Regions from separate parts of the Zea mays genome. Here all the other regions are linked to region 3. The links are chromatin contacts, called in public Hi-C maps. All regions are on one chromosome and are shown on one strand. The core of a region is the stretch at or near the end of the contact, and the rest is flanking DNA. Distances in the headings are between cores, read along the strand shown.

Region 1 (4,669 bases), core at 45-2,544, 210 kb after region 3:
CTCCATCCACGCAACCATCGTTGCATTATTATCTGTCTTTCTGGCTTTACTGTTTATCATTTTATTAATATAATTAATAATTAATATAATAACGTTATATACTTGCTTGCTTATTTGCTTTTTCTACCGAAGCGAGAAATAAATTCCAGGGACAAAAAAAGAAGGAAGAATCCATCTCCAGATTTTTTTTTTGATCTTCTTCTCCCCTTGCTCTGAACCTTCCTCCCAAGTTTTTTCCACGCCCCCTGTTTTTTCACCCTTCTAAAAACTTTACATCCAGGTCAAAAAAATGGGTGCCCGCTCGCTAAGGTTAGCCAACAAAGGTAAAAATAAAAAAAAGGAAGGCTAATCGACTGGCTGCGGCTGCCTGGGCCCTGGGGATGGCCATCAGACGGCGGGCATGGTCTCGTGGCGCAGGGCCGCGAGATCCGACGGGCCACACGCGTCGTCGCCGCCGAACGCGAAGAGGCCGGCGCCGAAGCCGTCGTCGTCCCACGCGGCGGCGGCGGCGGAGGCAGCGGCCGCGGCCGCGGCCTCCGGCGAGTAGCCGCCGAAGCCGCCTCCGTCCACGATCTCGTCCTCGAAGCCCCAGATCTGGCCGTCGAGCGCGGGCGGGAACGGCGCCCCCGCGCGCCCGGCCTCCTCCTCCTCCGAAGAGGAGGCGGGCGGCAGCCCCAGCTCGTCGTCCGAGGCCTCGAGCAGGAAGCCCAGCTCCGGCGCCGGCGCCGGCGCCTCCGCGGCCTCGTCGAAGCTGGCTATCTCCTCCTCCAGGCTCCGCATGACCGACGCTAGGTCGCCGGCCGCGGCCGCGTCGGTGTCGTCCTCCAGCATGTCGAGCAGGTCCTGCGGCCGCAGCCTCTTGGCGTCGGCCTGCGGCGAGCCCTCCTCTCCGCAGCCGCCGGCGACGAGGTCGCCCGCCTCCCGCGCCCGCTTGTGAGAAGAGTTCTCCATGGAACGAGCTCAGAGGAAAGGGGGATGACTTGATTTTTTCTCTCTCTCTCTCTGTCTCTCTCTATTTCCTTGCTCCTCCCTCTCGCTGCGTTCGCGTACGCCGAGCAAGGCAAGGCACAAGCCAGCCAGGCGAGCGAGCGTGACGAAGGCGATAACGCGAGGGCAGAGACGCAAGAGTACAAAAGGCGAGGTGTTTTGCGCAGCGACGCCGAGTTGGGGGGGCCGGCTTATATAGCCCTGCCCGTGGTGGGTGGCTCTGCGGACGACGTTTCTCGCAGGGGGTTTGCCGCAAAAATCGCTCGCGCGGTTTGGTTTGGTCTGGTCTGGTGCGGTGGTGGCGGTGCAGCCAGGGAGTAGTACTACTGCTTGTTAGCTTATCTTTTGCTAGCTTTTTCTTTATTTGGTTGCCGGTTGGGGGCTGCGCGCGCCGCGACGAACGGACACGGACACGGACACGGACGGACGGGGACTGTGATGGGTGCGCGCGCGCCTGGCTGAGGCACCGCACGCCATCTGGAAGGCGGAAGGCCCGGCCGGGTCGCGTGGCCGTGGCCGTGGCCGCCCGCGCCTGCCTATTTTGTTTTGTCCACGCCCTCCCTAGACTGGAATACTGGATGGGTGGTGGATTGGGGCGTTTGAACGGCGACGGCCACCTCCGATATTTCTGTCACGGTTTTTCTTTTCTGACCTTTGAAAAGCCATCCATCCGTCTGTCTGGCTGACTGGCTGGCTGTATTGGTTAGCGGTGGGGGGGGGGGGGGGGGGGGGGGGGGTCTTTAGCTCGGGCGGGTCTCTTTTTAGCTTGGAAGATGAGGTGGAGCCAGCTATATTTTTAAAGGCGTATTATTCCCGTCTGAAAAAGATTTCGAGGACGTGCTTGCATGGTGCGGTCAGCAATAACCCGGTCAAAAATCCGTTCAGAGACAGGTAGGTTCTGAACCTCACAGATTTTCTGCTGTTGTGTGTTTTATGAACTTCACACACTGTATAATATATATGGTCGGTAATAAAATTTATAAACTGAGAAACTATATACTCCCTCTGTATTTATATAAGGTGTAATCATAAGCACCTCTAATTTAAAGGCCAAGAGATATATTTAATTCTCTCTCTAGTGCTATTGTTACATGCATGTTAAAAGGGAGCACGTCTTTTATAATACGACTAAAATAAAAAGTAGTTACAATTCATATACCGGAAATAGAGGGACTAGATAAGAGGAAAAGTATTATCAGTTCTTCTTCTGTAAATCCTGCATTTCGAAGGGTTGTGTCCATCCGTGTGTCTTAAGATTCGACGCGCCGTACGCATATGACCGCAGGACCACCGGGAGCCAAAAGCCAACCCAACCCGATCCAAATGTACGGTGCACCCAACCACCTAGGCTAGGCTAGGCCACGCTCCGAAGCCAGGCAGCACCAAGCATGTGACCCACCCACCCACCCTTCCCCCTGCGAAACCCAGCTCTCCCAGGGTCCGCGGCGCAAAACGGTGGGTGGACTAAAAACCGACCCGCCCAGGGGCACTTTTCCGAATACAATTAACCGCGAGAGGCAGCGCGGGATAACGAATCGTGGCGGGGGTCTATGCGCAAAAGGCGTGGGGGGCGTCGAGATCGGGACTCTGGGGCCATCCGGCACGAGCGTGTCGCTTTTTTTTTCCCGTCCCCCGGTTTTTCTGGTTTGAATTCGATTCTCGGGTCCGCTATCTGCTGCGGTTCAAGTCCGGCGCCCTGCACGACTCGCGTCCGCGAGCGGAGCCCAGAGCCGACAGCGATTCTGCTTTGCTCGGCTTGAGCCTTGAGGTGCCCAACGGTCAGCACAGCAGCTAGCCTTCGCGTCTGGTCTGGGTGGGTTAGCCGTAGCCCGTAGCCCCGCTCTCGTTGTACTATAGCTTTTGTTTGGCCCTGGTCCACGTTTAGCTAGCGGTAGGCCGACGTGCGGTTAGGTTCCCATACATATACCGCCATCAACCACGTGACCCCCGGCCTACCACACCACCAACCGCGGCTCGTCAGCCGTCGCCACCCTGCCCCAGCTAGCTCATTGAGCCGCTTCGGGGGGCTGCCTCCTCGGGTTGCGCGCGAGCGCCAGCCGCGAGCCAGACGTGCCTGCCAGCCGGCGAGTGCAGCGGGCACCAGGGCTCCGGGCAGAACACAACACAACACGTCGGCGCGTGCCCCCCCCCCCCCCCCCCCCCCCCCCCCCCGTGCGGCTGCTGGCTTGTGGCCCCACGTCCGTTTCATCCTCGCGTCGCGTACCAGTCCGGCCCCGCACCGCCCCAGGCTGACGATGTTGTGGAGCCCACCAACGGGCTAGGCGAGAGCGGTGGGCTTACCCGCTGTACGTGTACTCACTGAGACTGGACCCGGTTTTTGCAGGAGATGTTTCCGTTCTACCCCCGCCAGATCCGCCGCCGCGAGACGACGAGCCCGGGTTTGCCGCGCTTCGTCGGCATCGCTTCATCCGAAATCCGCTGTTGCTCGTACGTGTCACCTAATGTCTATACGTCCATAAGACGACGACAGCACTCTGCGCTCTCTTCAAGCTCGCTCTAACTTGACCACCGTAGTTCGATCGCACGCACTAAAGAGGAACTATAACTTGACCACTCGTCCATTTTATGAATTTAAACCAGAAAGGTTGTAATTATGAAATCTTTCGAAAAAAAAGTCAAAAAGAAGGGGAAAAAAGACGGTTTATTGCGCGGCTGCTCGTGTCTGGTGGTGCTCAAGTGCTGTTTCACTCAGGTCGTGGCCGTGGAGGAGTGCAGTTGCAGAGACCGGGCGAGGTCCACGTGAACCGGGCGCAGGGACCGGACGGTGTCGCCGAGTGCCCGAGTCGCACTTATCATGGGCGCCGGACGATTCGTAGTTTCGTACTACGCGCCAGGGAAACGGCTGTAGTAAGTAGATGGGAGGAGGGGCAGTACTGGCATTTCAGTATCGCTGCCGTAGTGGCCTGTGGCCCCGGCCCCGCATGGAATCGCGTGACAGCATCGGCTTCTGTCCATACTAGAGTACTCCTGCGTAGGAAACAAGGACAGGAGGGTATTTCTCCTGGGCCGTGGCCCGGATCTGTCACGTGGGTCTGCTGGACGCGGGCTCCACGTACCAGCGAGTGGAGCAGGGTGTTTCTTTGGTGAATGACGTTCGAGCTGTGGCTGGGTACCGACGAATGAATGGAGTCGCAGGCGGCAAGGACGTCGTGCACGTCCACGTCACCCCAGGGTGGACGCCGATCGAGGCGAGACGGGTGTTACAAAATATTTGTACATGTGATCTAATCCATCCATGGACAATTATTCCCAAGGGACACACCCCTTGGGAACACTTGTATATATACTACCCTGCATGCAATAAAGAATCTATCCCTGTCATTTGTCTCATTCCCTCTTGTCTCTCCACTGATTTACCACTGAGCACTGCAAGAGATTGCAACACGTTATCAGCACTGTCTCAAGGAGAAATCAGAGAAGGGGGAAGTGGAAGAACACGCTGTTCTTGACAAGAACAGCAAAATCGATCTGCACATCAACAGCAAGGTATGGAGCATACCGTTTCCATGCGCATACGCCGTGTGCGCGAAGTTCTTCATATTGTTGATGATGCGATGTTGGAAGCATTCACCGTTGGGCAAGCCGCAGCGCCTTCACCGGTGCACGTGATCCCTGAACGTCGTGTGCAAGTGCAAAATGTGCACTACTGCGTTCTCCATGG
Region 2 (4,092 bases), core at 1,513-4,012, 170 kb before region 3:
TCCTTAGAGAGAGAACCAAAATGATCGAATCAATTTCAACAAAACATAAGGAAAGCGACGATCTAAATGACCAAGCAGCCAGGAACTGACCGGTCAGCATAGCTAGAGTGCACCTATCTCAGAACCTTCAGCAGCTGCGCAAGATGATCTCCCAAGTCCCAGAGTTCAGATCCAAGCGGTAGCACTCAATCATGAGGATTGAGGACATCAGCACACCCAGTGGTGACGTGCCTCCCAGCGAGGCAGTGGCACTAGCTTCTTACGGCATGCGCTACTAGTAGTTGGCAGCGCTAGATCCGGGTGGCATGTGCTCCATGTGAGGTGGTGACACTCCCTGACTCCCTGTCCATGGTGGCGCCAAGAAGCAAGAGGTGGGAGTTGGAGACGAGGCACCGTTTGTTCTTGGGTGAGGCTTGAGAATGGATGGTGATGGGCTAATGATGTTGGGCTTGCATTGGGCTGTAAAATGAGGTACTATTGGGCTGGCATGCATCGGCACAGCGTATTGCACCGTATCGTGAGCTAAACCATTCAGTTTTTTTATCTCGTTTCCCTAATACTTCGCGACATGCGTATCGGGATGTATCACCGTATCCGATATGGGTGCGGCACCCTCCCTGGTGTATTGGTGATACATAGAACTGCTACTGCATAACAACATAACTATGAGTGAAACAAAATTCAACAGTTGAGTAACAGCTAAATGTTTCTGTGGCTTTCTGTTAACTTTCTCTCAATTATTTTATATCATGTAACACCAAACATCTTATACAACTATCAATACTATATTATAGACTTCAAGTTCACTTAAATATATCCTAGACAAATATTTAATCTTAGGATGTCATATATTCAGTTACTGTGAAAAGCGAGCAATAGAAATATTTCTGGCACATGCTAACAATAAATATTTTTATGCCATGAACACATCAAATGTGTTATGCAATTCAGTTAAAATTTAAATCTATCCTAGACAAACATATAACACCAGGATGCCATATATTCACCTACTGCGAAATACTGAGCAATAAAAAAGTGTATGGCAGAGGCATGAAACTAGAAATCTATGCAATGCTGACCAGGTAAATGGCTGGAAGCCTGGAATAGACAACATTTCTCATGTAAGAACAAAACAACAAAAAGGAAAAAAGCTGTCAAATATACCTGTTGACTTTAATATTGCCATCAAATATGCTATTTCCTGTGCCACAAGCAATGCATTTATGGAGCTGTCGCGAGAAACCTCTAGGGTGATCAAGTATCAGTCTGCTATGCAGATCATGTATCTGCTTATTCTGAGACGTTAAGTGAAGTGTTGATAGTTCTGTCTCTGTCTCAGGACCTAATTGCTCGATATGGAGATTGTGTCTGTTCAATTTTGCTCCAGTGCTGACCTCAACAAACTCATACTTACTAGTTGTATCCTGAAAAAGAGAAAAAAAAAGTTTCACAACAAATAAGACTGATTTTCCCTGTTCAACTAAGCTTCACTGATCAATCCCAACCCAAACCAACTAGAACAGGCATGACTCCCCAACACCCACAATGACTATTAACAATAACAAACGGAGGCAACTATCTTGAGTCATAACTCATGAGGTAGATCAAACAATGAGATCTTGGAATGACAAATGCCCCCAGCTCAGAACCAATCTGAGTAACTCCAACATCTCTCTCCCATAGTTTGATCTGAGTTGGGTTCTCTTATCATCACTATCCTAACCCATTTCAAGAGTATATAACACTCAAACATTACATTCATAAGTACAATTACAGGTATCTTCCAACATTTATCTAAAATCAAGACTTACCTGCTGGACGACTGTCCATTTAGTATGTGCTGCAGCAAATGATTGATGTTGCACGTATGAATGAACCACTCTTGCGCCCTCGTCAATTATAATCTCTGCCACTGGATTGGCCCAATAGCAACCACCTTCTTCTCCAGCCCCAAAATGCTCCTCCACTATAGCCACCTCTGCTGACTTCTCGGCCACAACTAGAACCCTTGGATTTGACATCAGCATACTCTCAGCGAAGCTATTGGTATAGGCGAACATGATGTGTATTGGGTCGTCGGCCACCTTGACCCCCTCAGGCACGTGCACGACAACAACGTCCCTCGCCCCAACGGCGTTGAAGTCATAGAAGAGGTCCTTGTGGGCGAATTCAGCGGCGGCCGCGAGCGCGGCGGCGGCGCGGTCCCGGGCGCGGCCAGGGGGAAGATCGGCGAGGGCGCTGACATGGGCACCAGAGGAAGAGACGAGGATTCCATCCGAAAAGAGCACGTGGGAAGAGAAAGGGGAGGACGGCAGCTTGAGGTCGGGCTCCCTGGACGGGAGGGAGATGGGGAGGGAGCGGAGGTAGGAGATGTCAGTGAAGCGGAAGGCCTCGCTGGAACGGCGAGTGGGCCAGCGTGTGGAGAGGAGGGAGAGCGCAGAGGCGGAGCGGAGGGGGTCCAGGAGCGGGGAGGTGGAGGTCACCGAGTCCTCCAGCTGTTCGGCGATGCGTAGGACGAGGTCATCGGAGACGGCAGGCGCCGTGCGCGGCACGGAGGCGGCTACCGGAGCATAAGAGCGGCGGAAGCGAAGGAGAGGCGGCGGCGGCGCGCGGAGAGCGGTGGAGCAGGAGGCGGCGCACAGCGGCGACGGCGAGGACATGGCGTCCGCGAAGCTTCTCCTCGTCTGCCCAGTGGCTGCGGTGCGGACTGCGGAGGGCCCTCGTGGCCGTGGGGATCGGTAAATCCGAGATCTGACAGGTGGGACTCGGAACGAGAACTGACGGCCCGGCCTACTAATACAAAAATACAAAATATGGGCCGTTTTAGGTGCACCCGGGCCCTCTCTTTCTCTCCGTCCGCCGATACGCGGGCCGCGTGCTTCAGGAATCAGGAGACCATACACGTCCGTTCTAATCGTCCCCACGGGCGTCGGCGCGGCCGTCGGGGGCTTCGCCGGCGACGCCCTTCCGGTTGCGCGGGCCGTCGATTGCATCGGCAACTGTATAATGTATCTCACCCAAACGTAACGTCATGGATCCCGGCATAAACATTATCTGCATGATTGGTTGGCCGAACTCCTGCGTGCAGGCCCCGCGCATACGTTGACCGTAGCGTCTGAGCCTGCACGCGCAGGTGCAGGCTAGACCTTTATACGCTTATTAGCCTGTATGTGCGAGGAAGTAAGAAATGTCCGTATCAATCGATACAGGATTGCGTGAGTCAGACGCTAAGGCTACTGGCAACCAATCGGACCTTATGCTACTGTACCTCTGTTGCTGTTTTTCATTTGAATTTGTTTGCTCACCTAGGTATAATTTGGAAACCTCATTTTTCTAAGGCCTTGTTCGTTTGTGTCGGATTAATGGGTCAGAACGATTTCTAGCCGGATTGCTTCTCTAATTTATATAGACTTTGATTGGTTGGAACGATTCCGGGTGCAATCCGACGTAAACGAACAAGGCCTAAAGGATTTCTATTTTATAAAAAAATATTTTATTTTCTTTTAGGAAAATAGGAACCCTTCGCTAAAATAGAGTTCCTATGGCTAGTTTAGAAACCACATTTTATCAAATGATTTTCATTTTTAAGGGAAACTAGCCTTTAAAGATGGAATTTTCACGTCGCAGGTGCTGAAGCTGAACGCTGCGATGCTGTACTGCTCGATGTCCGATAAACGTTGCAGGGTACGCCCTTGACAGGTTCTCCTGGGAGTGGGACCTGGGCACTCCAGCCTGTTCACCAGAACATGGTTAGTGTTGCATTGACTCGCGCTTTGAGGATTACTCACACCAACATCCACATCGGTTACAGAACTGGTATACACTATTGTTACCGAAAGAGATATCCAATCCAATGACACATCACACATTGTAACTGATCACACCTAGGTAGGCTTGGTGTTGGACTCTGGAACGAAGACTTCTCGCTGCAGGGGTGTAAATTGTAGGAATATTATCCGTCTGTATTCGAATTCGATCTGTCTAAAAGGGTTGCGATCCGATCTGTATCTGATTCCGGGTATTTAGTATCCAATCCGTATCTGAATACTCAAAGACGTCGATATCCATTCAAATCTTATACGACACAATATG
Region 3 (4,518 bases), core at 1,952-4,451:
ATATGTGACTACAATTCTCACTGTTAGGGGCGATGGAAGATTACTTTCATGTGGCTCCAACTGGATTGGTCCGATCATCGCACATGAATCTCCTCAAAGCATCCATCTAGTGTTGGGAAGAACTTTGTCCATAGTTCATGTCAAACTTCGAGCGCACCTACTTCAGTCTCGAACGAAGTCCAACCTGCTTTTGTTGTTGTCGCCTTTCTATAAGGCCGAAAGCTCCATTTGTAGTTTTGGTAATAGACTAAACTATGTTATATGTGTTGTGAATGAGATAGAGAACTGTTATCCACTAGGTTCCAATGGTCTGCTACCATGAGTCCTATTTAATTGGCCCATGGATGTCAAAAAAAAATTATAAAGCTCAAAAAATTTAAAAAGAACTCTAAAAATATATTTATGAATTATACAGATTTTTACATATTTTTATGTTTGATGAATTATATCGGTTTTATTTAGAAATTATAACCTATGTAATTTATATTTGTTTATATAAACTATATAACTTTTTTTTCTCGGTTATATACTCCGATGAATCTTTATTATATGTGTAAGATTTATGGACTTGTTTAGAATTTTATACGAAATTGTTTCATGACCCTGTAAATAGAGAAACAGTATCATGTATTTAAAAGCTAGATACAAAATTATTTCACATCCGTGTAAATAGAGAAACAGTGTCGTGTATTTAAGAGCTAGCTGGAACTCGAAACATAGATACACTCCACCTTCAAAAATATCTTCGAGTGTGAGAAGTCGAAAGTATTTTTGTAAATAATTGTCATGTTACAAAGATGAAATAAATTTCGTCAAGGCAGGAAATGAATATTCACTGTTATATGTTTCGTTGTGTAACATGCTGATGATTGAATAACTTTTACTCCGAGCTTTCCCTTGGTTGACTTTCTAAGGAAAGTTGAATTTCCTTGAACATACCAGATACTAATTTGTAATTTGTGTTGCCTTGTTTAGTGGTCTCTCAGGCAAAAAAAAAACAAGTGACCAAACAGTGTTTCATTTCTGTAAAATGTGAAAAAAAAAACGACGTAACGCTAATGTGGCTGTGGATTAATGGACTAAAGCGTTCTGATAGTGATTTTTAAAAAAAACATGTTCATAAGCTAGTGGTGGAAGGGTTTGTATATTAAATGTGACATTCGGTTCGTTGGATCATGATTCAAAATCATTGTCCGACGAATAAAGATGCAATCATGATCTCACGAAGAAGCTTCTCTCTTGCACAGTAGTCGTCACCAATAGTAACAGCTCAATGACTTGTTCATAATGTCTTGACAAGCATTACCAAATAACAGAAAAAACACAACCACTATAACTTAACATAATGTAACCTATCAAAATTACCTCTCCGGAAGCTAATGTGCTGTTTGGGAAGAAGAGAAATCTTGGGCCCGAGCAGACTGAAATGCCCGAGGGAAAAACCCAAGACAATCCCCCCTTCCAAGCACGCTTATCAAACCATCAACCCTAACATATTAAGGCACTGACTTAATTCACACGCAGAAATCAACGGTTTGCAGGAAATCGTCCATGCCGCGGCCGAGGTCGCAGCCAGGCATCTCCGGGAAGACGTCGTTGATATCGTCGAGGTCGAGGTCGATCTCCAGTTCCTCGTCCCCGAAGTCCCCAAGCAGCAGGTCCTGCTCATCGTCCAGGCCGAAGGGCGCATCGGAGACGTCCAGAGCGTCAAGCCCGGCACGGAAGTCCATCGGGCTGATGTCTGGCAGCTGCAGGCCGCGGAGAAGGTCCTGGTAGAACTCCGGGTCGTCCGGCAGCTCCGCGGACTCATCGGACGGCAGGACGAGCGTTGGTGTCGCGACCAGCTCCGGGGACTGCGGGTTCAGCGGCGCCTCCTTGGTGGCGGGTCCAAGAACAGACGACGGCGACGGGTGCGCGAACGGAGCAGTCGAGGTGGACGACGAAGAGGAGGCCGTCGGGGTGGCGCTTGCCGAAGGAACTGGTGAGGAAGAGGGCACAGGCTGCCCGCGGCGGCGGCGCTTCTCGTCGGCGAAGCTCCGGGAAGCGGATAGGTAGGCTGCGGAGGCCGCGCCGGCCGTGTCGAAGGTGCCAAGCCACTGCCTCTTGCCCGTGAACGGGTTGCGGATCTCCGCCGCCCACTTGCCCCACTTGCGGAGCCTCACTCCGCGGTAGCTCTCCGGGGCCCCGCCACTGGCGCACGCGGCGACAGCGGCCGCCGGAAGGACCGGCCTGGCTGGGACCTTGCCGACGAACGTCTCGAAGGAGAAGCGCTTGGCCTTCGCCGGGCACGTAGAGGCGCCGGCCTCCTCGTCGTCGGAGTCCGAGTCCGTGGCGTCAGGATCCTCGAAGAGAACCCGGACGCGGCGCCTCGGCTGGGCCGGGGCAGGCGCCGGCTGCTGCGGCCGGGACTTCAGGAGGGCTGCAGCGGAGGGTTTAAGGCCAAACCTGGACATCCTCTTAGCTTTGGGTTTCTTCGCCAGGGCCTTCTTGAGGAGAACATGCTGCTGGTGGTTCAACGGGGCCATGTCTCTTGTATCTCCTCTGCCGGGGAGAACTCCAGCCAAAACTACGGGGAAAAGCTTCTGAAGAAAAAAAACAAAAAAACTCTGGCGCAAAAATATAACGGAGACGAGCGCAAATCGGTCGAATCCGTCAGTCTCCTCTACAGAAACGGCACGGCCTTGAGGACGAATCCGTCAGTCTCCTCTACAGAAACCGCACGGCCGTATGTGGAGGAATCCGGAATACTTGACCCCGAACCCGTCCCTGCAACCACAAGAGCAGATTTTTTTTTGTCAAAACCCATGGAAGGAGCAGCCACGAACTCCCCAGATCTGGACGAACAGGGCCACAAAACCCGGTCAAAAACCTCCCAGATCGGCGAAAACACGGAGGAAAAAGAGAGCGGGGGGCACGGACCTGAGCATCGACGAGGATTTGTTCCATCCGTTGAGCCCCTTGCGCATAGATCGGCTGGAGCAGGCGAGGGAGCGGAGGAGGAGGAGGAGGAGGCCGGCGACGACGGGGGCGATGAGCGCTACGACGACCAGATCGGAGATGGGGCAAGAAGGCATATACGAGAGCTGGCTACTTGTTCTTTCTTCTCCTCCGACGCCGGCACCGTCCGTCGTCGTCGCCTCCGTCCCGGCCTCCCTGAACACTCGCTTAAACCCCGACCCAAAGCGGCGACAGGAGCAAAAGGGGCAGGCCACGCCCCTCGTCCGCCGATATTTAATAATCCCCCATTCTTCCCCATCCTGTACTGCCCGCCCCCTCCGCCGCACCACGCGAGACCTTTCGCGTCACGCACGCGTCCGGGATCCAGCTCCACACACTGCCGAAACGGCCCGAAGCTCGTCCGGACCCACGCGTCATTGGAGGATTATCTGCCTAACGGAAAGGGGGAGGAGAGGACGGCCGCGATGCGCTGGCGCTGGACGTACTATAGGATCTGCCAAGGCTGTTTGTTACGCACACAGTGATGACTCGTGGACCCAGGGGTGCCGCTGGCCCCCGCAGTCAGAGTATGGGACGTGCTGGTTCCCTGGTGAAGAACTGTTATGCACGCTCCTCAGGCTTTCACGTGGGGCCAATGTATTTGGTCCCCACCTGTCATCGAGACAGGGACGGAACGCTAGTGGTGGTGGTGGTGCGTTTTTGGTGGGGTTTATGCGATGTGAATGGGCGACGCGAGGACGGGACGGCCATGGAAATGATAAACCTTCGGCTACACGCGTCCAAGGAATGTTGTGCTGTTTCGTTGACAGTTGGGACCCACAAAAGTGACGGGCCTACTTCACTGCAGACCGAGCAATCACTTCCGGATCCAGCGCTAGGTTCCGACCCACCGTTGGTCGAGGGGAGGCGGATTGGGATCCTCTGGCTGAGATCCCACATTCCCGTGTGACCTGCTCTGCATTTACCAAGACCATCAGTTTTACGGGGGGTAAATGAATGGCTACTATATTATAGATAGAGGAAGTCTGGGCTGTATGGCAGGTAGCACCATTCCATCAGATGAGCTAAAGATACGCTCCACCATTCTCGAGAGCTAAAAAAAAGGAGCGATAAAACGGAACGGAATATTTCGTTTCCAAAAAAAAGGGCGAAAGCCAAACGAAAGGCCACGGATATTTGATGCCGCGGGTTTTTTTCGTAGGCGTCACACGCGACACGTGGACATGCTTGCGCTGCTATCTCGCCATTCGAACGCTTTCCGTTAGGTTGCGTTTGGTTTGGTTTTTTTGCTTTGGCTTTTGTTCTCTGAAAACCAAAAGTCAAACAAAGGGCTAAATTCAAGAAGCAGTTTTTTATAAAAGCTAACTTTCTCGCAGTGTAAAACTGAAAGCACCCTTAAATCTGCTTTTAGTGGCTTTTGGATAGAACTGTGAAAACATATATCGAAAAAATTTTAACGACTTTTAGTGGTTTACACTAAATGGTTGTTAGCTTTTTAACAGCTCACAGCATACCGCAGCATTTTTTTATAGCTTACAGTTTATAGCAATTTTTTTCACA

Evidence for each region. Hi-C and Micro-C count contacts between places; a contact is called where the count stands out from the background.
Region 1: a contact with region 3 is called in a Hi-C map of bundle sheath, with 2.2 times the contacts expected there. The contact joins the promoter of LOC103634790 here to the promoter of LOC100281327 in region 3. A contact is called at or near these places in 5 of 25 Hi-C or Micro-C datasets (bundle sheath, ear, endosperm and 2 more) and 1 of 3 datasets of contacts at active chromatin or transcription factors (leaf).
Region 2: a Hi-C map of leaf shows a contact between it and region 3, with 7 times the contacts expected there. The contact joins the promoter of LOC103634793 here to the promoter of LOC100281327 in region 3. A contact is called at or near these places in 6 of 25 Hi-C or Micro-C datasets (bundle sheath, ear, endosperm and 3 more).

The regions. Positions count from the first base shown.
Region 1 is chr8:12,353,027-12,357,695 of Zm-B73-REFERENCE-NAM-5.0, reverse strand. It overlaps LOC103634790, which reads right to left and starts at 1,294. Exons shown (of 1, transcript XM_008657382.4): 1 at 100-1,294. The coding sequence starts at 951. The coding sequence ends at 388.
Region 2 is chr8:12,728,801-12,732,892 of Zm-B73-REFERENCE-NAM-5.0, reverse strand. It overlaps LOC103634793 (protein ABCI7, chloroplastic), which reads right to left and starts at 2,762. Exons shown (of 3, transcript XM_008657384.4): 1 at 1,812-2,762; 2 at 1,165-1,424. The coding sequence starts at 2,660.
Region 3 is chr8:12,560,763-12,565,280 of Zm-B73-REFERENCE-NAM-5.0, reverse strand. LOC100281327 (pathogenesis-related transcriptional activator PTI6) reads right to left here and starts at 3,201. Exons shown (of 2, transcript NM_001154245.2): 1 at 2,920-3,201; 2 at 1,311-2,766. The coding sequence starts at 2,525. The coding sequence ends at 1,515.